Regions from separate parts of the Cyprinus carpio genome. Here region 2 is linked to region 1. A link is a contact called in public Hi-C data. All regions are on one chromosome and are shown on one strand. Each heading gives the region's core, a stretch centred on a gene start, on an enhancer-like site or on the middle of the called end of the contact. The rest is flanking DNA. Distances are from core to core; before and after follow the strand shown. Region 1 holds the start of LOC109047203 (BCL-6 corepressor-like). Region 2 has its middle 30 kb from the start of LOC109047209.

Region 1 (7,373 bases), core at 2,264-4,763:
GGCCCACCCAACGGGACACTGCCGACTCAATGACCCTGATAGGGCAACGCTGCAGAAGTCTGCCTGGAGTTCCGTGTCATCCATGAGCATGTAAATTATTAATTACAGTTATAATATACAGTATATACAGTAATAACCACTGGTGGTGGTGGAGGAGATTCCCCTCTTCTATGTGAAGCGCTTTGAGTGCACAGAAAAGTGCTATATAAATATTAGGAATGATTATTATTATTATTATTAGAGAAGTGTAAGATATTATTAGATAAATAATTAATTTATGAATCATAAATATTTTAAATATTGTTTCAGGGTTATTCTATATGAAGATGTACCTTTTAATAAATATATGATATTAAAAAAAAACAATAAAATGGGTGCCTATATATATTAATTAAAATAAGCCAATTCTTGAATATCTTATTGTTTATTTGAAAGTTACAATAATACAACATTGTGACTTGTTTTATTATTATTATTAAAATAAGTGCAATTTTATTTATTTGTTTATTTGTTTGTTTGCTTATTTATTTAAGTTATAGTAATAAAACATTGTATCAATACCAATAAAAACTTTATTTATTTATTTATTTTATAATTTTGTGTCTTTTTGTAATTAATTGTGTTTTTGCATATATATATATATATATTTAATTTTCATACATTTATATATATATATATATATATATATATATATATATATATAATAATATATATATATATATATTTAATTTTCATACATTTAAAAAATATATATGATTATTATTAAAATAAGTAGGCCTACCAATTTAATTATTCATTTATTATATGGCAACACTTCTGTTTTCAACAATTGTGGCATTAATGAGAGTTTTTTTTCCAGTAGCTAATTTTTGCATTTTGTATTTTTAAATTGTTTTTTAATGTATTTTTAATAACTTAAAGCAACGTAGAGCTTTTTATCTTTATTTTTAAAATATTTTATTTTTAAAATATTTTATATTTTTAATATTTTATTTTATTTACCATGTCAATAAATAAATAAATCTAAATACCACGTAAATAAAACGATACATTAGATAGATAGATAGATAGATAGATAGATAGATAGATAGAAAAAAAAAAAAAAAAAAAAAAAAAAAAAAAAAAAAATAAAAAAAAAAAAAAAAAAAAAAGATAGATGCATATATTAAGTATTTCTGGAGCAATTCTACCGTTTTCACAAGTGCAGACGGTGACTCGGCCCGTTCTCTGTTGGTCTGACCGGTTTGAATGACAGATCACGCCTGCAAGTGACAACCTCTCGATGAGAAGACATTAACACCGGCGCTGACGGCCACTCACTCGTCTCTTCCCCTTCCTCTGTCTCTTTATTCCGCGAGAAAACGCGAAGCGCAGCGCCTCGGGCACTGAACACAATGGAGAGCTGAAGAGGGTGGGACGGGGGTTTGAGAGAGAGACCCCATGCATGTATAAATGAAGGCTGCATGGGGGAAGGTAGGGGCGGCCTTGAGGAGATCAGATTAAACAACAATACAAAAGCCCACCACACTCGCCTCTTATTTATTTAGATTTTAATGAATGGGGAGCGTTTGTGTCAGCTGAAGAATTCTAATATCCTATAAGGCCCTCGCCGTGTTAAATTAGACCCAACGGCCTGTTTATTTCAGGATTCATTTTAGGAGATTCGGGAGTGCCCGTTGTTTAAATATGTATGTCCAACACAGTCTCTGAAAACATCAACTCAATACGTTCATACTCCCATACATTCTCACATATTGGAGCGTTGCTCACAAAGACGCTTTGTCTCTTTCTTATCAGTAGATAACATTATCGTTTTCTTTTATTATCTCTTCAGAATTGTACGTTTTATAGTCTTCAAATAGTGTCTGTTTTGATTGAATTTGGGTCTCATTTGCTACTGGTTAATTCTAGTTAGATGCTTGGGAAGGATTTCATATTGCAATATTCAGCCTAGATAAATTACTTGAGAGGCCCAAATCAATAAGACTGTGAAGAACTTATTCACGTATTTGTTTTATTTTTTAGATTTTCTAAAGTAAGAATCCAAATGGCCATCCAACACATGTCACAGTATACTGGACCTTTATTACGTTATTTGACAAAAACACCAACTTGTAGTTTGACCAAAATATTAGACAAAACCATAAAACTTAAAAAGATTTTAAATGGCATTAGACTTTAAAACATCTCTGGATCATGTCATCTCTCTAGAAACAGAATTGATGAATATGTTCATGTTGAATTATGTTATAATGTTATACATAAATTAAAGTCTGTTTTTACAGTTTATACTGGACTTCTTCATTACACTATATCTCCATTCCGAATTTTGTTCAAACACTAATCGTTCGCCTGTGAAAATAGGACTCTGAGCACGTTCCCGAGCTCTTTAAGCGCGTTCCCCAGCGCTGTGACCTCCAGGTCGCCTCCCCCGGGGATAAGGCTTGCGTGTGGGGGAAGGGTTTGCCCGTCAGGCGGTGGCCAATACATCCTCCGTCAAAGCCCCGAGCAATCCTGTTACACACGCAGCTCGCGCGATTATCCTGCTCCTCTTCTAGGCGCGACAAAAACAGCCTCTCGTGCAAAGCGGCCACAAACATCAGCCATATTTACAAATATTCTATTTAAATTAGTTCTTATTTAATTATAAACATACGTCATCCTAGCTAACATCTTAATGTTCTGAAACGTTCTAAATGCTCTAAAAATGGAATGCATTTCAAACGTTAAATTTAGGTTGTGGGAACTTGCTTGGAGCTTTGATTATTAAGCTAATCATTTCAGTAGGTAGTTGATGAATAGGATGAATAGTTCCAGTAATTTTGTTCCCAGGTTTACAAAAGTGTTCTTAGCACTTAAAACATCCTGAGAATTTCATCAGCTTTAAACGATGTTGCACTAAGAACGTTTCTTTCATTTTAATGAAAACTTTCATTAAACATTTTTAAAAAGTTTACCCATGACATTAGCACCATTAATGTGTCCTTTTAGCCTAAAATTTTAAATAAAGCTTTGGTTTCAGCTTCATATTTCTAGGCTCCAGTGAAGTCTGTCATTTATTTTTTTTTGAAAGTGCATTTCTGATCACATTTCAACTTGATCACATTACTTTTTGAAAGTGCATTTCTGATCACATTCCAACAACTAATTAATTATCTTTATTTTGACTTTTTGACAACAAAAGTACAACCAAAATGATACCTGCTATACAATAAAAGTAAAGAACTGCATCTATTTTATTTAGGCCTTCGTCTTAATGTGTGTCTGAATGAGGGTTTTAAGCGTTCTGTTTGATATGATTTTAATGCTTGATCAATCTTATATTGAAAATTTAAAATACAAATTTTTCTGCTTAAAAAAAAGTCACATTTATATCTAGGCTATATAAGCCATCTATAATGTTTAAAACACCCTATAAATCCACCAACCACCTCCTTCTCTCTTTATAATATAAGCCAAAAATACCGTTTTGTGGTTTTCCAGAAGCCTCTCAGCGGCACTGCCGATTAATTTTGTTTACGGAGCCCATGCGCTGTGCGAAACACCCCCCTCTCGCTGTATTCTACACGGGCGCATCGAGTCGTACAGAGGGAGCGCAGCCTACTGGGTTTATGGTAATTGCGGTTGTTCCCCCGACTGGCCTTCTGGGTAAGAGAGAGAGAGATAGAGAGAGAGAGAGAGCGAGCGAGGGAGAGACAGGCGTCTTGCGCTCAGCTTTCATTCCCCGCTGCACGCGCTTACGGAAAGACACGCACACACAAGCAGCAGTCGCGCAAAGCACTCAGCGCGCCAGCGATATCGCGTATCGGAACCGGGACAAAGAGACGGAAAATTTTCCGCGATCGGTCCGTCAGATTAAAGAGAGAGAGAGAGAGAGCGGAGTTCGTGTGGCGGTTTTGTTGGCCAGTGGTCCGTAAATGTGCGTGTGAGGACCGGCCCGTGCACACACGAGCAAACACACTGCTGCCGTTCTCGCGGCGTGGCTCTCGATCGCTCGTTGTCTCGCCAGAGCCCAACATGGCGCTGCGAGGCGTCATATAGCAGACTGAGTTCAGTTCAACCAGAGCCCCGGGGATTTTTCGCCACCTGTGCATTCACGCGATTCGTGTCGAAGCCGTCCTCCTCTTCTGAATCAAAGGAATTACGTTCGACTGCTTTTGCATGGATGTATATGGAGCTCCTATTCGTGTTCACAGTTTTTCCAGGAGTGGATATTCGGCAAGTCCGGAGATACTTTGAACTTCTGAAGGACTTCCTTTGAAAACAAAGAGAAATCTAGGTTTAGTAGATTGACCTGAGTTATACAGGCTACATAGTAATGCAGCTTTCAATAGGAGCATCTGATCCTCTTTGTTTTAACGGGAATCTTTGCATATCTTAAAAACTAAAAGAGTGAAAACTTGCATTTTAAGAGGAAACCCACACTTTCTGGCGACTCGATGAACAACAAGCATCACTACATTCAGGTAAGAACGTTCTTAGCTTTATTATTGTTGTTTTCCATGTCTTATCTGCATGTGTTTGTTCCGTTACATTGTCCAGTCTAGGCAAATGCGTCCGATCAGTTTCGTGCGGACCTCTGGCAAAGCTAAAGAGGGGTTTTGATACCTAAAACTATTTTAAACCACTAACCTTCGCATATAGACTCCTGTTTTGAGATGTATGGTGTAAAACTTGTGTTTGCTGATAAGTTTTCAACATTTTGTCTCTGGGCTGACGCGCTCGCGGCGATGTTGTTGACATTTCTTGCCGGTGGTTTGTGTTTGTATATGAACATCAGACATTGCTTTTCATTTTATAAATCTATATAATCTAATTTTCCTGTCAGTCCGAGGACTGTCTTCACGAGCTAACGAACCATTTCCCATGTTACGGGACTTTCCTTTTTAGTTGCTGACCTTTTTACTGTGCATCACAGTCTATTCATAGCGAAATCAAATCGTAGATTTGTGGAACTGTTGGTTTCTGTGAAATTCACGTGTGTTCATTTTTTTTTTCGTGTTGAGTAATAAGACGGCAGCGCGCGCTCGCGGTGGCGCGTGGACCTTTTTTCCGATCGGGATACACCGCGCACGCTATTGATTTCACGAGCCTCGCCCTTTTATATGACGGTTGCTAACCTTATGAAAATTGCAATAAATGATCCTTTTCGGTCCTTTACAAAGCTCATAGAAAGCAAGAATTGGATGTGACCTCCAAACAAGTAGCTATATATACACGTTTGGAGGTCACCCTCCATTTCTTTTTTCAGTGAGCTTTGCGAGAGGACTGAAAGGAAACGTTATGGACAGAAGTAGCTTATGAATTCATATAAAATGAATGAAATGTTTCTTGTGGAGCCTGTGCTATACATTGACGCGAGATAGTGCTCAGTATGACCGCTTTGTGCTTCTGTAAGTCCTCCTTTTGTTAATAAACGCGACTAGACACTTCGCGACCTTCTTGCGCTCAAAGTTATTCGCTGTCGGGTTGTGTCCGGGACGGGAGGAAATGACTTGGTCGGTTCCTACTAAGTGAAGACACTGACAGTTTTGTGTGTAATCTCTCATAGAGCTTTGAAGTTTGAGAAACCTCTTTGTCCTCGACAGGCGCGGCCGTTTGGACATTAAAGATCCGTATTGACGCTATTTTCCTCCACTTCAAATATTTCACTCGCTATGTCACGCAGACTGTCGTACGATTTTCTAATCACAGACAATGCTGGGTTGTCGCACCCTGATGCTTGCTTTGTAGAAAAACCTCAGGGTTGAATCCAAGCTGTGAAAGTATCTGAAAGTTTGTAGGTTTAATTCCCACAAGGGCTGATCAATGAACCATTATCACTGTGCCTTGAATAAGACACCTAATCCCAGGTTTATCTAGGTTGACTTGATGAGTGTTATTTAAATCACCCGTGATAAAAAAAAAGCTGTTAAATCAGCATCTGTAAAGAGTTTAGACAAAACAGAAATAGAATTGTTTCGCTAAAGTGAAGATACGTTGTTGTTGGTTATGCTGAGGCAAACTAGGGCCCTAGTTACTGGCCTGCTTTTTGTCAAACCCGTGGGTTAATTTTTCACAGGAGTCTCCTTTCTAAATGCTTGCGACGTGCGATTCTGCATAATTAAAGCGCTGTGGACGCTATTAATCAAACATGTCAGAGCGTATCCGTATGAATCCTGGTGGAAAGAAAGCCCTGGATCCATCCATATTTTCATAGTCTTGCCTAAACGACTTGCTACCGCAGATTTTTTGGCATCCAGTGTTTTAGCCTGACTCAATCACACTGTCAGTTTTAAAAGTGAATTTCAATCTGTATTGCTGCACTCTTAACGTGCTCTTAAGTTGATCAACAACAGCTCTTGTTACGGATTCCCAGTAAGACCCATTTGGCTAGAAGTTTTTGAGTTGGCCCACTGGATCTTTGTAGATTAAAAGAGTGCTTGATATTATATTCATAGGTTCTTTAGATCAATGTAGGCTTTTTGGGTTATTTCGTGTAGGCCTAGATATTCTTCCGAAGAACAAGACAGTGAAAAGTTCTTTGTTGCCCTTAAATGTGAAAAATGTGAAATCACAAAACCCTTTTTGCTTCTAATTGGAACCTTAATTCATGTGAGTGTATACACACATACACACACTAAAGCATTCAACTGAATAAGACTTTTTACTTTGTAAATCAAACATTGCAAACTTTATTGAGTGGAACTAATGACAGTTTTAGTGTTACATAAAAGCCGACAATCTGCTCATTATTTGTTCCAATCTGTTCAATACAACCTAATCGAAGCTTATGGTTCAGTTTTTTGTTTTTTTTTTCTTAAATGATCCAAACTTTTTAGACTTAAGACTTCTTTTGACCCGCGCTATATTTCTATAGATAGGCTACGCATTCATTTATTTTGTTCTTAATCTCTGTAGTTGTTTATGCAATTAAAGATTACAGTGTTTGTATGCGAACTGCCATGAATACCGGTTGTTTTCACCGTTTATTTCGTCCACTCCCCCGACTCGCCCTGCTGAGACCCCCAGCTCTCCGGGTTTGTTTATTTATAGCCCGTCAGCTCAGTGTGAGCTCACGCCTGCATGGTCTCCTCACCCACGGAGCCTGTCTGCTGGAGACAGACCAGCCTATATTCCGATGTCAGCGTCAGATTTGCAAGAGAGAAAGTGTGACATGTCTGCCCCGTATTGTAATGCTCTATACATATACCCGCGGGTGGAATTTAGACCGGCGAGTCATGGCCTGAGTTAAACCGGTGCCACAGTTCACAGAATATTTTAAGTAATTGATGTTGGCCATGAATCTGGCGGAAATCAAAATGAGCCACATAACAGAGTTTGGCTGCATTATAGATTATGGAGATATCCATATATCTATCCATGATAGAACA
Region 2 (7,333 bases), core at 1,133-3,632, 150 kb after region 1:
AAACTTAGGGTTAGGAGTCAAACTCTCTAACCATTAGGCCATGACTTCCCCCTTACTAGCATACTACTTGTACTATTTTTGCAGTGTACAGTGTAGGGATTTATTGAACAAGCAGTTGACATACTAAATATGCAGCTTGGTTGTAGCATGCTGCATGTAACACTATCCCACAATGCAATGCTGAATTTTTAAAAGCATACTACATTACTATTTCTGCCATAAAAAGTAGTATGCTATTTCAATTTTTTAAAATGGATTGCTAGCTTACTGCTTAGTGTGCAGTATTAAAACTACTATTGAAACATAGTTTTAAATATTATGTGAAAAATGTACATTGTTCTATGATTTGAAACTGTAGTACAACATTACTCATTTATTCCACCAAGTGGTGAACAATTATCTTTTGAAAATAAAAATAAATTTTTGAATCTAAATATGCATAGTCATAGATCACGAATGGCTTTACTTTTGGTCACACTGGAAGTTAAGCACATTGCATTGTGGGATAGAGTCAGGGGCGCCACTATGGGTTGTGGGCCCCCTGAACATCATATTTACTTGGTAAAAACAGTGTTACGCATTCCCCACGTATCATTCCTTTCTGGAATGGAAAGATTAAATTGATGTTAAATGTTCTTCTTGGAACTATCAATGCCAATAAAGAACCTTTATTTTAAAGAGTGAAGCATACAGTATACTCTGAAGAGGAATAAGTACAAGTGCAGTCTGTATTTGTGTATGACATAAGGAGATCAGTTCCATTAGCTGGCCAAATTTGACTGACAGACCAACTGTTCAATAGGGATTTAGAGTCTCAGTGCCTGCTGTTAGCCTTTAAATGTCAACTAGAGAGCAGCACCAGACAGAACGAGAGGGACAGTTGTGTGCATTCCAGCACAGAATCCCATCTGAATACATGTAAACACACACACAGAGTGTGGGAATTAAATAGAGCATGAGTGCAGTGATTATTACATCCAAACACACACTGCACAGACAGAAAGTCTGAAAGACAGAGTGGTTGATTGGAATAAAATGCACAATGTTGCTTTTTTCAGTGCTTTCTTTTTGTCTATTTTATGTTTCAGGCTTCATGATTTGGTTTCCTGAGGAAGGAGCCACATGTGCTGTTGATTACAGCGCTGAATGCTAGCGGCTGGTGTGTGTGTTTACAATCATTTTTTGTCTTTACATCCATTGGATTTCTAGTATGCATTACCAGTACTTTGAAATATAAAAAATATGGACAAATTTGCATCGATTTGCAGTGACAAAGCGAAATTTTCAGTCAGAGCAGATGTGATACAGCAACTCCAAAGGCCCGTTCACACCAGACGGTAACTTTAATGACGAAGCTTTAAAAAAAAAAAAGAAACTCAAAATGTAATTCTATAAGAGTGAAGTTCATACTAGAACTATAAGGTTAACGACAAAGAGGAACGATATTATTGGAATAGCTTTCAGAGCAATTTTTTCCAGCTTTCAGAATCCACCTGATTCTAAAAGTTTCTAAAAGGAATTGCAAGTTTATATCTCTTAATTCTTTATATCTTGCAATTGTTACGTTTACAACGTAATACAAAGTCACAATTTTTTTTTTTTTCTTCCACATACTAATATAATATTTCTGTTGTAAGAAAGTGGCGTACATGATATGTGCCTCTGTTTAGATACTCTAGGAAGATATGGATAGTGTAGTGCTAACTAGGCTAGCGACCGACAAAACAGCTATTTCAAATTCTTAAACATAAAACATAATTGTGGCTGTGTCACTTTTTGTAGAATACACTTTACACTTGAAAGTTATCGTGCAGGACCAGGCCTGGTTAAGAAACAGCGTGTGGAGGCTGGGAAATGATGAACCCACTGCCCTGGTGCGCAGCTCGCTTACAGGGCCTCTCTGCATTCTCAAGCGCTGCATCTCACCATAACCACATCAGCATGACCTGTAACCTATCACCAAGTCCTAAGGCCCAAACCACAAAACACACACACACACACACACACACACTCACACATGCGCACACACACACAGCTCTGTGACAGCAGGCAGAGTGCTTGGCACTGCCCACCGTCAGACGGGGGCAGGCCGGAATGTCAGCGGGCGGCAATGGCTGCCACGGCAACAGATCCATCAGTGTCTGCAGAGGGAGAATCCATTACCGTGACAACAGGTTACATCATCCATCTCCGCGGAACTCTCACAGGTTCTGTTCAGAAAAATATATGAATGCTCCATAATGCTTTACACTGTTATGTTTTTTAATCCCATAAAATAAAATTATATAAGATATATGGCAGATGGATGGTAACATGCTCAAATCCCCTTACTGTAGGTTACAGTAGCAACTTGCTAAAAACCACACACGCCTTTTTATAGATGGCACCACAAAGCAGCAGCAAGAAAGTCTGTCAGCATTCACAGTGATGTTTGGTGGGGTTTGAGTGTGTTAGCAGAGAGTTAGCATGTGTGTTTTTACCTCATCACTGATCTCGTCCACTCGGAGCACACACACACAAAAAAAATCCTAAGAGCTTTACAACAGCCCAACTCCTGCTGACAGATCTGATGAAAGACCCAAAAAAAGTGTGAAACAACCACAGCTGAAAATTACATGCTGTCTCTCGCTGTCTCTGATTGGCTCTCAGTTCCTTCTTCAGTTTATTATTAGCGATGTGTTGACCACTAAAATAGACAGAATTAACATCCGCTGTGATAAACCACAACAACATCAAGCACATAGTCTGCCATGAGCAATCATGAACGTCAGCCGCAATCAGTCCAGCGGAAACACATTTATTATGAATCAAGCTACTATGATTGGTGACGTTCATAGAATTCACTGGAATGACTTCCTCTTTTATGAACCCCAAAAACAAGAAAGACATACATGCATATATATATATATATATATATATATATATATATATATATATATATATATATATATATATATACATACATACACTCTACCAGTCAAAAGTTTTAAAGAATTATCTTTGATCCAAAATACAGCAAATATTTTTACTATTTAAAATAACTGCTTTCTATTTGAATGTATTTTAAAATTTACTTATTTCCTGTGATTTCAAAGCTGAATTTTCAGCATCATAACTCCAGTCTTCAGTGTCACATGATCCTTCAGAAATCATTCTGATATGCTGATTTACTGACTTTCTTTTCATCAAAGAAACCTGAAAAAAAGACTTTTCAGCATAATAATATTAAATGTTTTTTTGTGCAGCAAATCTGAATATTAGAATGATTTTTGAAGGATCGTGTGACTGGAGTAATGATGCTAAAACTTCAGATTTCAAATTACAGGAATAAATTACATTTTAAAATATAATCAAATGACTGGAAGTGTGTATATATGTACTGTATATATATAATTTTTTGGGGTCATCAGTCATCAGTAAATATTGGTCACTGACGTGGATAATTACTATAAATTTCACCAAGCAGATTACTCACTAAAAACTCCCACAGATAATGTTTTCACGCCATTTTAAGTATTTTGACGTGGTTGTAAGTGGTTATATCTAAGAGTGTGAGCTGTTTACTTACTTTTTTAAATTAGTCTTCCCATTAACAGCATTATATTGTTCATTCAAACAGGTTTGTGAACGCGCGCAAACTCGAGGCGGGATTTATCGCATTAACCAAAAACACCCGACCATAACCAGTCATATCCAACCATATCGCGATGGAGACAATGCTTCCTCTTACGTGACTTTCCCCCATTCATTCCCCCAGTAAACTCAGGCCTTTTAAAAGTCAATGGGCTCAGGGGAGGTGAGGGAGATCATTTTTGAATATTGGCATTGGTTTGTTTTTGTACTTCTCATCCAGTATTTTGAGGACACACTGCCAACCTGATATATACAGTTGTGCTCATAAGTTTACACACCCCTTGCAGAATGTGCAAAAATGTTAATCATTGAAACAAAAATAAGAGGGGTCATAAAAATTGCATGTTATTTTTATTTAGTACTGTCCTGAATAAGCTATTTCACATAACAGATGTTTACATATACTCCACAAGACAAAATAATAACTGAATTTATAAAAATCACCCCATTCAAAAGTTTACATACCCTTGAATCTTAATTCTATGTGTCATTTCCTGGGTTTCCAGCATCTTTTGCATATTTTAACCCTTTCTAACCTTGACTGTATGATTTTGAAATCCATCTTTTAACACTGAGGACAACTGAGGGACTAGTGTATAAGTATTACAAGAGATACTGATGCTGAAGAAGGCCACACAATGCATTAAGAGACGGGGGAGTAATTATATATTACCATAACTGTATTATTAACACTTTATTTTATTGTAGGCCTACACATTGCTATATAGTTAATAAAATGCTGGTTTTAATTCTCAAATGTTCTAGATTGCTATTGACTCAAATCGGTATAACCCATGGGATTTTTCTTGGCCGTTTTTGTTCTCTAGGCCAAAGTCAAATCTCTCAGCCTACATATGAGCAATAAGAGTAGTGAAAAAGGTCTTCATACATAATAGATACAGTTGTGCGGTCTATTACTCAAAGGCAAAGATGAAAAATTCGACACTGTTTTAATTTCGTACTAAAAGAACCCAAAGACGGGCTGCTGATAAATAAAGCAAGTCGACTAAACAAACGCGCAAAAGCAGATAAAAGCACTAGACGAGTTCTAGTTTGCAGCACATAAAACACAGACGTCATTAGAGGCATAAATTATGAATATTCGGGAATAAGAGCAGCGCTGCTCTCCGCCCGTGTTCATTGACGGTTTTCCGGGAGCGTTATTTATCTCGGGAAGCAGGCCGAGCCGGAGCGTGTGATCAGGAAGAGAGCGGGAGCTTGATTGATGTGTGTTTATGGGGAAATGAGTGATGCAGAGAAACACACCACAATGTATTATAGACAGCACTGACAGCTGTATAATTTTGTTATTATACATTCTTGCCAGAGCGAGCACGAGCTCTCCGTCAACGTGACCCTTTGATCCGATTCGACGACACTGTGTCATTACATGCGTCTGCTGTCAGAGCAGGAAAAAAGAACAGCGCTGAAGTACTCTCGCTGTAAACCGCAGCTAGAGTTTCTTTATATTATTGTCTAAAAAAAAAATTTAATTGTAAAATATTTTCATTCATATACAACTATTATAATAGAAATATAATTTATAATGTATATTATATATAGGCTATATAATTGTCCTAATAAAAATGTACAATTATAATATTAATAAATATTGTATTATATTAAATATTATATTTTAGATATTAATATTATATTAATTTATATATGAATACTACATTTTTATTAATATAAAATTGTAAAATATTTGAAATATTATGATTACGAATATAAAATATAACATATAGCCTAGTAGCCTATATACACAATATAGTACAATGCAATACACAATATAATTATTAATGTGCACATATAATTTATACCTATAGTGTGTATATATGTATTATATTTACTGTCTCTCTCTCTATATATATATTAAATAACATTATTTAAACATATTATAACATTGAACATAAATAATTACATTATTATAAACATAACATTATTTAAAATCTTACAATTATTATGAAATTGTAAATTGTAAATAATATTATACCCATAATGTTTATATTAAAAGTAAATATAGTAAATTATTATAGTAAAATATAGTAAATTGTACATTATTTTAAATTATAATTATACACATAAAAATGCAAATATAATGCCTAGAGTATTAAAAAAATGTCTTTCACTTAATCTGTTTTTCTGTTATAGTAAGTGAACAAGGACCATTGCAGAGGCAAGAATTGACGCACGTTCTTTCAGCTGTGATGTCACATCCTGTCAGTCACACTGTTTGTGCCCCGGCACACACACACACACACACACACACACACACACACACACACACCTGTCCTCTGTCTCTCCTTTTTTACTGACAACACACACTCAGGCATCTCAAAGAAACCTCAAGCTCACCTTCCACACAAACACACTGCATCTGTCTCACATCCACCTCTCTCATCTCTGCAGATATCACACACATTCGAAGTCTCACCTTACACACACACACACACACACACGTCTCACGTCTGATGTTACACAGATGCAGCTCTGATTGTTCTCCAGAGACCTCGACACACGCTGACTGAATCTAAACCAGAGTGTCTTGTTTTCTGTCTTGTGTTTGTTTCATGGTGCGGACTTTCCACTGACTTTAATTGCTTTTGTTTTTAGCGAATTATAATTGGTATACCCTAACCCTCCAAATCAAACTCTTCAAGAGACCATTTTGTATTTTATAATAATTTATAATGAATAATCTCTGATTCAAAGCAAAAATAAATAAAAAAGTACTCAAGTATATCAAATAAGAATGGTAATTAATACTATAGGTATAAAACAATTAAAAATATATTAAAGTAATATGTCAGTAAAATTATTTAAATGACTTCTAGAAAGACTGTTGCACTCCATAGAGCCATTTATGTGGTTTCATTATAATATTTATTTTACTTTAATTTGAGACATTTGTTGCAATCAGCAAAACCTGAGCATAGCACCCAAACCTGGCTTCATGATATTTTGAATGTGTTAAACATTTACTGTATTGTTCCTCAGAGCTTCATCAGTATTCATTAATGTGTTACGTTACTATCAGATCAGTTCAGTCACTGCCTGAGGTCAAAGGTTAAAGGTCACAGACAGGCCTGTGAAACAATAACCCTGCTCAGCTCAAAGGAAGTGTTCGAAATTTGCTTTTAACCCAGTGGTGCTTTGCACACTCAGATGTACAGTAAGACTGAAAAAGTACCTCAAATTACTGCCCCCCAGTCACATTTACCCCCACACCATCTTAAATTCAAAACCAGTTTTATAAATGGTTAATCTTTTCTTAAAAACAACGAGGTAACATGTAAAACTTTAAACATTGTTGCCATTGTTTTTCCTTCACAACAGGTGTTAATCTTTAAAAGAGCATTTTCAACGCTTACAATGATGTTAAGGTTTCATGTGTAATTTAGTTGTAATTTTCTATTTTTCATGGACATTTCAAGCCCTTTCTTTGTTCCTCAATGTGAATCAGGCTGTTTGTGTCACTGTACCTTTAAGACTTGAACTTAATGTACAGTATGTCTTACCAGCATAATGCAAACTACTGTATATCTGTTATGCAAACAGGGTCACTATTTTTGCAGGTTAGTTTCAGCGTACAGGCTGGAGTGAAGAGAAAGTTTTGTGTTAAATGTTGTCTGCACGGTACACTGAACGTTTCAGTTTAACAAGCGCTTTCCGTTGTACAATATCATTCTTGTCATAACCT

The links. A called contact is a pair of places that touch in the nucleus more often than the background predicts.
Region 2: a contact with region 1 is called in a Hi-C map of skeletal muscle, with 4 times the contacts expected there. The contact joins the enhancer-like site here to the promoter of LOC109047203 in region 1. A contact is called at or near these places in 7 of 8 Hi-C or Micro-C datasets (liver and skeletal muscle).

What each region holds. Positions count from the first base shown.
Region 1 is chrB22:18,613,842-18,621,214 of ASM1834038v1, forward strand. LOC109047203 (BCL-6 corepressor-like) reads left to right here and starts at 3,514. Exons shown (of 15, transcript XM_042749701.1): 1 at 3,514-4,466.
Region 2 is chrB22:18,761,984-18,769,316 of ASM1834038v1, forward strand. No RefSeq gene overlaps it. Among protein-coding and RNA genes, the nearest start is that of LOC109047209, 30 kb to the right of the region's middle. Within about 2 kb of position 2,383, at least 1 of the 8 cell types and tissues checked has an H3K27ac peak or open chromatin away from gene starts, as enhancers often do. A contact at or near this core is called in skeletal muscle, where this site is marked.